Regions from separate parts of the Mus musculus genome. Here region 2 is linked to region 1. The links are chromatin contacts, called in public Hi-C maps. All regions are on one chromosome and are shown on one strand. Each heading gives the region's core, a stretch centred on a gene start, on an enhancer-like site or on the middle of the called end of the contact. The rest is flanking DNA. Distances are from core to core; before and after follow the strand shown. Region 1 holds the start of Tollip (toll interacting protein). Region 2 holds the start of LTO1 (ABCE maturation factor).

Region 1 (4,854 bases), core at 1,016-3,515:
AACTGGCTAAAAGCTTTTCAAATATTAGTGAATCCAGAGGTAGATGAGTATATCATTCCAGGTGAAGTGGCCAGTGAAAAGTTGAAAACTGAAAAAGGTCTGCACTCTAAGAAATAGCACTTCCCAGATGAAGTTCAAGGCCTTCTATTCTACAGAGACCCTGGCTATGGCCCATGCAGTCCTCCCACATCAAGTCACTGGAAAGAGCACAGATCTGATGGTGACTGTCATTCTCTGGCTTACATAAGTTACGATGCATAGCTGTGTCCCTGTGCTCCACACCTGTGGCTCAGTGTCCAGTTACTCTAAATATTGTGACCACTAATACTATGATGAAGATATGCATATCCCAAATAAACCTTGAGATACCCGTCACTTATGACAAGTTCTTACAGCCCAAAGTTACAAGTCATGAAAACCTAAAACCACTCAGCTGTCTATGTTGTATTTCTATGACTACATTCTCCCAGGAACTCTGGGCAAGTAGAAAGATCAAACGTCAGGATTTGACTCCACAGATTCTGCTAGTATCAACATCATCTGACACTCCCAATTACTCATCACTGTGTAGGTTATTGCAGCTCTGTACAACACCAGAGTTTCTCTAAGCAACAGGGAAAGATAGCTTCTTACTCATGACAGACATGGAGTTCACCATCAGATGAATTCAAACTCAGCCTGAACCACAAGAGATAAGGACACTCTCAGACCACACGGTAAGAAAGGGTCCACTCTCCTTGGCCATGTGTCCACTTGGCAGGGGATATGAAAAGGGCAAAGCTCTGTCTCCCTTTCTCCTCTGGCAGCCACCATCAATCTTCTATAGTTTGCTGAGACACCGTGAGGATGAAGAAGGGTTGATGAACATGAAAGTAACTCCAACATTGGAAATCTCCATCCAAGTTTGACAGTGGCTCAGGAGATCTGGCTTCAAAGCCCTCCTAAAAAGCATCTAACAAGCCTGAGGCTTTCTTCAAAGTCAGGAAATCAGTAATCTATCCCAAGGAGTTACCTGTTACACACACACACACACACACACACACACACACACACACGCACACACACACACACAATCAACACCAAGCTGTCAGGGTGAAAAAACTCTGGGAAACCACAGGCTTTGCAGGCACACTCAATATTAACTTCAGGGGAAAAGGCACTGAGGTGCTGATCAGAACAATGTTCTACTCCACACAGCCACAGTTGGCTAACAACATCCCACCCACACCAGTCTCAGGGAGCTACTGGGAGGCCATACACACTAGGGGAGGTGAGACAGGTAGTATAATAGAACCCAAGACAATCCTGAAGAGACAACCCTGTTGGGTCTTCCAAGTTCTCTGCTCCCCTCTCCTCGTTTATAAATGAAGAAATTGAGGCTTGAAAAGGTAGCCACTAACTAAGCTCAAGAGGTAGTACCCTATTTTCTATAGATGTTAGGGAGAAGAGGAAACTGTCACAAGTAAGGACAGACTACAAAGTGGGATCTTTCACCATTTCTGAAACCAAGGAGACCAGGTTATCTCTCTCCTTTGGGGGACCAAAGGTGTCCGACTCCACTCCTCTGAGAGACGGGGAACCAAGGCACCTCTCAGTTTGGGAAATTAATGTAGTCAGTACCACTCTCAATCTGGGAGACCAAGAGTCAGGGCTTGTGTCCATCTGGGAGACCAAGCAGGTGATAGATCTGAGAACGTAAGGGGTTCAGGGCCCTTTCTATCTGAGGAACTAAGGGAAGTCGGGGTCCCACTCCATCTGGGGACCAATGGGGTAAGGTTTCTTCTGTGTAGAGGAACCCTATTCAGGGCCTCCACCCAGGAGGACCACGGGAGTCAGGATCCCTCTCCATGAAGGAGGCCAGGAGCTTCAGGGCCCGTGGGCATCTGGGGAACCATCAAATTCTGCCTTCCTCCACCCCAGATGTCCGATAGACGAGAGTCGCTGCTCCGGGTGGGTACCCGAAGGTAGGACCCGCGAAGCCCCGGGACGGAAGAGCAACCCGCGAGGGGCCCCGTAAAAGACTGAGGAGTCCGACCCCAGGCTCCACTGCCCCAGCCAGGCTCTGGCCCAGAGCACTCACCGGCCCGCGCTGCGTGCTGACGGTGGTCGCCATGGTGCTGCGGCGGCCCTCTGCCTCGCCAACTGCACAGAGACCCGCCGGGAGAGCTCTTCCGCTCCCACCACAAGCTGCGTCGCCGACCGTTGTCCCGCGAGGCAATCGGCTCTTCAGTCAGCTGACAGTCGCCCCGCCCCGCCCCACCCCGGCGTTCCCAAAGCACAGAGCTTGGCAATAGCTGGCCCCGCCCCTTCCGGCTAATCCGCGCACGCGTGTTCCGACCTCAGGGGGAAATGGGTCTCCCGTACACGCCTGCGCAGTGGCTCCCTTCGGGCGCTCAGCAGCCCGTTAAAATGGCTGTCAGACTGTTTGCGCATGCCTAAACCTGAACACTCTCCTGCGGGCAGAAGCCTGCTCACCCAGTCGCATACACCTAGAACAGGGACGCACATCTCAATTCGGTCGAGTTGCCACAGCGTCTAGTCACCTAACTGGAGATAGCTGTGATACCACCGCTTGCAGGTGCGTGATCCGCTTGGAGAAAACTGAGGTTTGGCTGCCTGAGCGAAAAAAAAAACAGATGGCAGTAGAACCAGCTACCCTCAAGCTCTTGAATTACCTCAAAATTCTGTGGGAGGGAGAACATTTATATTTAAATTTTAAAAGAAGAAACCAAGCTGAAGGAGAGACAAGAGTGGGACGGAAAACTTCCACCAGCCTTGGATTTGCTAAATGAATGGAGAGATGAAGATCTGTCCCTAGGAAACCCGGGCCACCCACTCTTGCCTTTTCAGAGCACTCTCTTCAGAAGAATACTTGGCCAGATAGAACCAGGGTAGTTCCTATAAGGAGTTTACCCTATGGTGGTCACCAGTCTGTAGGTCCCCTTTTACTTGTGCGGCAATAGACTTGGTACTGTCTAGGAGTACCAAGAACATTTCCTCACTCACACCATGTTCTCTTGTGTTCCTTTCATCTTTAAGATTACATCTTCCAACTCTAGTGACAGTCTCTACCTTGGCATAACATGGGACTGCATCTGGGCTCTGTTCCTGGACACTGATCTATATCCAGTTCTCACCGGTCTCTAGCTCCTGTTGCCCAAACTGTCATCTCTATGCTGATAAAGCTAAGACACAAAAGACTATCCATTGTGGCAGACAGAGTTTTAAAGAGACCCCTGATCTCTCCTGGTGTCCACATCCCTGCTCAATCCTTTCTTCTTGGTTATAGACAAAACCTGTGACTTGTGTCTAAACATGCAGCAGACAACCTGTTGTATAAAATTATATCTGGATAGCACAATAGGATCCCCTTGTGACTAAGACCACACATATGGCCTCTGATGAATCCCAAATCCTTCAGTACTAAGCAGTTTAAAAAAGACACACACCACCACCAACAACACCAAGGGGGAATTGTTCCCAAGAAAAAACTTTATCTCATAAAATGCTTCAGTACGTTCCTGAAATCAGTTCAAGCCCTGGCACAGTCTGTCAGAGCAGAACCACAGCATTTGTTCTTCCTTGACTTAAAGCTCTCTCATGGTGGGGATCACGTGGCTGGACATAATCTTACTTGTTTCTACTAGATTTGCAGCAGATAGAAACTCTGGTATAGGTGGACTATGATAAAATTCACCTAGGTTACTTTGCAGAAACTTGAAAACTAGCTCTGCTGCTAGTACTGACTCCACTCAGCAGAGAGGTTATGGGTAACAGAAAATGGATGAAAGGCTTAGCATCTCTGTGTTCATCATCTTGTATTTGTCCCCTTTGTTGCCTTCACTCTTGACTCGGATTTGTAGTGCTTTTCTATTGATGGGATAAGACCAAGGTAACTTACAGAAGAGTTTAATTTAGACTTATGGTTTCAGAAGGTTAGAGTCCATGATGGTGGAGCAGAGATAGCAGGTGGCTGGAGCAACCACTGAGAGGCAAGCAGGAGACAGAGACATATTAGGATTGGGATCAGTCTTTTGAAACCTCAAAGTCTTTCCCTAGTGACATACCTCCTCCAACAAGGCCACACCTCCTAACCCTTCTCAAATACACCACTGAGGATCAATTAATCCAATGTGAGCCTATGGGCTCAACTGCCACAAGATGCTACTCAACTCTGTATGGAGACACACAGAAACTCTGAGAAATGTGTTGTTGCTGGGTACAGTGGCACATATCTATAATCCCGATCATTAGGAGGCTGAGATGGGAGCAGGACTGGGAAATTGAGGCCAGCCTGGTCTACAAACCAAAGGGTGAAAAGCAGTTATGTCCAAGACCACAGGGCTAACTTGGACATTGGAGCAGGTATGTGCTTCCTCTTGCCAAGCATAGTGACTTAATTATCTGAGGTTCTATGACCTTTTAAGGCTCAGACCAAATCACAAGGCCAGGATGTTTAAGCAAGACACTGATACCAGTTCTAAACGTAACTTAAAATTTCCTAGATTAAATCAACTAAGTAAATTCGAAGGCCAGAATACTTTTTCACAAGAAGGAAAACATGCCCATGGACATCGAAAAATTACCAAACTTTAGTCTTTCCCAGGAAAAACAATCAATAAAAGCCTGCTGCCACTTTAGTTGAGTGAGCAGCCTGGTCACCTCTTCAACTGGCATTAAGTCCCTCTGCTCATGAGTTGAAGTCTCAACAAAGCTTTGCCCATGTTGTCCATCATACAGGGTTTGGTCCTATTTCTTTTGTTAGATCCAATCATCTGATAACTGGTAGTAGTCAAAACGCAGGCTAGAGAGATGGCTCAGTGGTTAAAAGCACTGACTGCTCTTCCAGAGGTC
Region 2 (4,854 bases), core at 972-3,471, 3.0 Mb after region 1:
ACTACTTCCCACAGACAAAAATCAAACAAAATTAAACTACCAGGTCAAAGCGGACAGACTTTCAAATGACCTTCTTATCCTTTTGAACCATCTGACCAAAAGTCAGCTCAAATTCATACATTGGTGAACAATGAAAGTTCCCTTTAATTCCACCAAACAGAGGGCTCAGGGCCTTTAACCATCTCAGAAGGCAGATGCTACTTCTGGCTGCTCTTTCCGTGGACTCCGTCTGTTCCTCCTGGGACTCTACCCAATTTAAAGGCCAGACACCTGCTGCTCAGTTCTGTGCCATACAAAAGGCCCATTAGCTTGCTATTTTCTCCTGTTAGGATGAATTCATTCATTCATTCATCTATTTCTTTTTTTTTTTGTTTTTTTGTTTTTTTGTTTTTTTTCGAGACAGGGTTTCTCTGTGTAGCCCTGGCTGTCCTGGAACTCACTTTGTAGACCAGGCTGGCCTCGAACTCAGAAATCCGCCTGCCTCTGCCTCCCAAGTGCTGGGATTAAAGGCGTACGCCACAACGCCCGGCTCATTCATCTATTTCTAAACAATTATATTTTATGTTTTGAGATATGGTCTCACTCTTCAGCCCAGACCAGTCTGGAATGCACTCTGTAGCCCAGGTTGGCCTCAGATTCATGGCAGTTCTTTTCCCTCAGCTTCCCACATGGGGCTTACAAGTGGGGGCCACTGTCCCTGCTTCCAGGATGAATCTGTTTTGTACCCACATCTTTTTTTTTCTTTTCATTTTTTGAGACAGGTTTTCTCTGTGTAGCCCTGGCTGTCCTGGAACTTACTCTGTAGACCAGGCTGGCCTCGAACTCAGAAATCTGCCTGCCTCTGCCTCCGAAGTGCTGGGATTAAAAGAAGACCTTTGCCACCGCACCTGGCCTCCTTTTTCTTTTTGTGGTTAACTTTTTACTTGGTGTAGACTCTTCTGATGAGCAGTGTGAGCAGCGTGAGCAGAGTGTGAGGGACTCACTTTATTTTCCTGAGAAACCATACTTGCCTGTCATGGCGAGTGCTCACTGCTCTATCCTTCCTGAAGTTTGTGATTTTATTTTTATCACGGAAGTTTTACTCCTAGGAGACATTCTAGGCTGTTCTCCAGGCTTATCTCTTCTTCAGTCAACATGCCATCATGTTCATCACCAGACTCAAACTTCTCTCTTCTGTCTGACACAGTAGTTCTCATTTTCAAAAAGCATTTTGTTATAGTTAAGGATTCATTTGCACAGATGAAATTCAGTTCAAGTGGCGTGTTTACTTATTCAGCCCTCCATCAATTACAGTGTTGTATCTCTGGTCTCTTTTATACAGGAGCTGATTAACTTGTTAGCAATTGTTGCCTAAGGAACTTACTGTACTGTGGAATACTCTTTAAAACTATACTTTGGAAGGTATCTCTGATGGAAATGATGAGAAAACTAACTTCAATTTCTGCTGTTTGAAGAGTGGGTGCCTGTGAGATTGGAGCGCTTGGACAAAGTGGCTCCTCCTGCCGGCCAGCCCTTCGGAACCACCTGATACTTGACTGTGTATGAAATACTTCAGTTTTGCTTTAAATACTGGCAGCAAGTGCTAGCGTTCGGGGTTGGGGATTTAGCTCAGTGGTAGAGCGCTTGCCTAGCAAGCGCAAGGCCCTGGGTTCGGTCCTCAGCTCTGGAAAAAAAAAAAAAAAAAAAAAAAGACAAAATAACAAAAAGACCAAAAAAAAACAAGGTAACTGGCACACACAACCTTTTTCATTTTCAAAGACCCCCCCCCAAGGGCATTTTCATGTCTGGGGGCAATATTTATTATCTGCCCTTTAGGATATCGCAGTATCAAATCGTTTCCAGCCCTCAGGGAGGGTCCGGTGCAGTGTACAGATGCGGTGATTGACAGTCCGGTGACAGCAGAGGATGCCGGATACTCCTCCCTCCTTGAAGCCTGCCCCTTGGGCCCTTCCTCCATTTCCTGGGAACGCCCCTGTGCCAGATCTTTGGTAACTTTTCTCATTTCTTTAAGACCCACGTTTGTGAATTCGGTCCCATCTGTTTGGATTTTGAAAATAAAAGCAGGGTTCGTCTGGACACCGCGAGCGACCCAGACGACGTGCCCCAAGCGACCTGACCCGCCCCACCCACCACGGAGCGAGCGGTACCAAGGAGGAGGAGCAAGGCTTCCCTCGGGCTAGCCCCGCCCATGTAGCATCTACCCATGCGCAGTGGGATGGGCTTTTTTTTTTTTTTTGGCTTCTTTAGCTTGCCGTCCTTACCCGCCCTGCTCCGCGCGGCATACACGGAAGTGTCTTCTTCATTCTGACAATCCGGGCGTTTGTGATCGCGTCTCGCCAGTTGGCGATTACTACACAGAATGAAAGGAATGCGAGGGCCGGGGGAGAGCCGAGACACCGCCATGGCCGTGGAGCAGGACATATTTGACGCCGTCGTGATGGCGGATGAGAGGTGGGCAGAGAGACCCGGCTCCGCCCCGCCCCGGCAGCTGCTGGGCAGTCCTCGGGGATACCCGCCTTCGCCATCTGCGAGCTGCCACTTTTTCTTGTCCTTTAATTGCCGCACATACGGCGGTATTCATGGGTCTGCTGATGGATATGTCGGGCAGGCCCCTTTGGATCCTGAAAAGTCCCCAGGGAACGCCTGGGCGGGACGGTGGCCCAGGTCATCTTGGCCTCTCCAGGCTGGCTGCTCATTGTGGGTTGGGTACCTCCCCGGGTGACTGCTCAGGCTCGGTTTAGGGAGTCGGGTCCTGGCAGATGCCCACGCCCCCAAATGGGGAGCTGTTCACTGCCTCACATGGGGGCTTCCAGAACATTCCTTCAACAGCGCCGGCAGCAATTTATTGCCAGTTTGAGGGTTGAACTCTTAGACACAATAATACCCACCTACCCAGAGCATCCCAGTGGTGGCATACTGTCTTGATCTTGGGGACATTTTCTGTACCTCTACAGAGGTGTGAGGAGTCCTGGGTGCTTGGAGTGTTTTAGAAACAAACAGGTTGAGTTATGATGGCATGTAGGCTCAGATGCACCTACCCTCACACCTACATTTTCAAAAGTAGATTCCTAGTGTGTTCCGAGCTTGCTTGAGTTTGTATCTTTACATTTTCCTTGTGGGTTCTGGTGCTCGGCTGGGTTTGGTAGTCATCTGTGTAGCCTACCTACAGTTACAGATGATAACCTGGCTTTCTAGGGGTTGGGGCTGTAGTTCAGTTAGTAGAGTGTTTGCCACAGAATGTAGCCCATATGTATCAGGGCTCCTCTTGGAGATGGTGGCACACACCTGTAATCTCAGCATTCAAGAGCTAGAGGCAGGGCTGCTTGAATTGGAGGCCAGCCTTGGCTGCACAGTGAGATACTGCCTCAAAAATGGGACTAATGGGCACAGTAATGGGCCAGGGTGTAGAAGAGCTAGACCTAGAAGCTGTATTCTGTGACTTGAGTTTTAAGCTTTTCCTACTACCCAGACTGCTGGGTCCAGTGGGATCTGGATAATACAAGGCAGGAAGAGGTATCTTGCCTGATGATGTGTGTTTCTTTATCACAGATTCCATGGGGAGGGATATCAGGAAGGCTATGAAGAAGGCAGTAGCTTGGGGATCGTTGAAGGAAAGCGGTATGGCATGGTACATGGAGCCAAGATTGGGTCTGAGGTAAGTGAGAGGGCTGCCTAGAAGTGACTTCATAGATGAGTGTGGTGGTCCTTACCTGTCATCCCAACAGTCAGGGAACTCTAGGCAAGCCTCAGCTAGATAGTGAGATCCTGTCTCCAAAAACCAGGCTGGGGAAGTGGCTCAACAGCAGAGCATGCACCAGCATGCATAAGGCCATGGCTTTGAAACAGTGCCTTGAGGAGAAGAACAAAGGCATTGAACTTTTCCTCACAGCATCTTGCCTTTTCCCCACTACAAGGCCTTTGGTGTGGATTCATCGCCCAGACAGAAAATCCTTAGCACAGAGTCACCAAAGTTGGTTATGGAGTAGCACAGCGCTGTCTCATATCTTTAGCCAGTTCCGGCCTCACCCAGATGTGTGCCATGTTCACTGTGACATCCCATAGGCTCCACAGTTTTTCTTCCCTTGTCTTTGTCCTTGCTTAGCTCCCTCTTCCAGATCCCTGATCCTGACTGGCAGAAGAGGTCATGATAGTGTCAGATACCTGATGCCACAAAGCAGGTCCCTACAGATCTATGGGTCTCTGAAGTAACAATCTTTGGTTATGTCACACAGTACCTAGGGTCAGAAGAAGCCATGTGTCAGAAGGGCTCCAGTCTAATCCGAAGGTCTGGCTGGGCCAGGGATCTATCCCTAAGATAGCACACCATCTAATTGATATCCTCTGCTCAGGTGTCCTCATGACACTCCAAAGCAAGTAGCCTGTGAGAGCAAGGCACAGTGGCATTGCTTTTTCTAGCCAGTCTGAGAAACTAGACCGAGAAGCTGAGCACTCTGCTTTCCTCTGTAGTTTATACACAGACCCTGGACGAGGACCGGGTGCCAGCTACAGTATGTATATAGAGGAGGCATTCCCAATGTTAGCATGGTGCCTGGCTGCCCCACTGGGGCTTTCTGCATACAGTTTCCATTGCCCCAAACTTACAGCTTCCAGAATGGCTGAAGGAGCAGTGTGGTAGCCCTCTGCCAAGGCCTGTGCTTTGAGATCTTGGCAGTTGGTGTGGTGTGGCTGAGTGCTTACCGCCTTCACTCTGGGCTGCTTTTCAATTCACAGATTGGATGCTACCGGGGTTTTGCTCTTGCATGGAAGTGTCTCCTACACAGTGGCGCTGGTGAAAAAGACAGGTAAGGCTGGGGCTCGCTATCTCCTTTCCCTCTCAGCCTCTCATCAGCAAAC

Evidence for each region. A called contact is a pair of places that touch in the nucleus more often than the background predicts.
Region 2: a Hi-C map of CD4 T cells shows a contact between it and region 1, with 4 times the contacts expected there. The contact joins the promoter of LTO1 here to the promoter of Tollip in region 1. A contact is called at or near these places in 1 of 39 promoter capture datasets (pre-B cells) and 1 of 484 Hi-C or Micro-C datasets (CD4 T cells).

What each region holds. Positions count from the first base shown.
Region 1 is chr7:141,900,196-141,905,049 of GRCm38.p6, forward strand. Tollip (toll interacting protein) reads right to left here and starts at 2,266. Exons shown (of 6, transcript NM_023764.4): 1 at 2,081-2,266. The coding sequence starts at 2,113.
Region 2 is chr7:144,912,879-144,917,732 of GRCm38.p6, forward strand. LTO1 (ABCE maturation factor) reads left to right here and starts at 2,222. Exons shown (of 4, transcript NM_001357869.1): 1 at 2,222-2,451; 2 at 3,550-3,655; 3 at 4,732-4,802. The coding sequence starts at 2,360. Bc1 (brain cytoplasmic RNA 1) reads left to right here and starts at 1,592. Exons shown (of 1, transcript NR_038088.1): 1 at 1,592-1,745.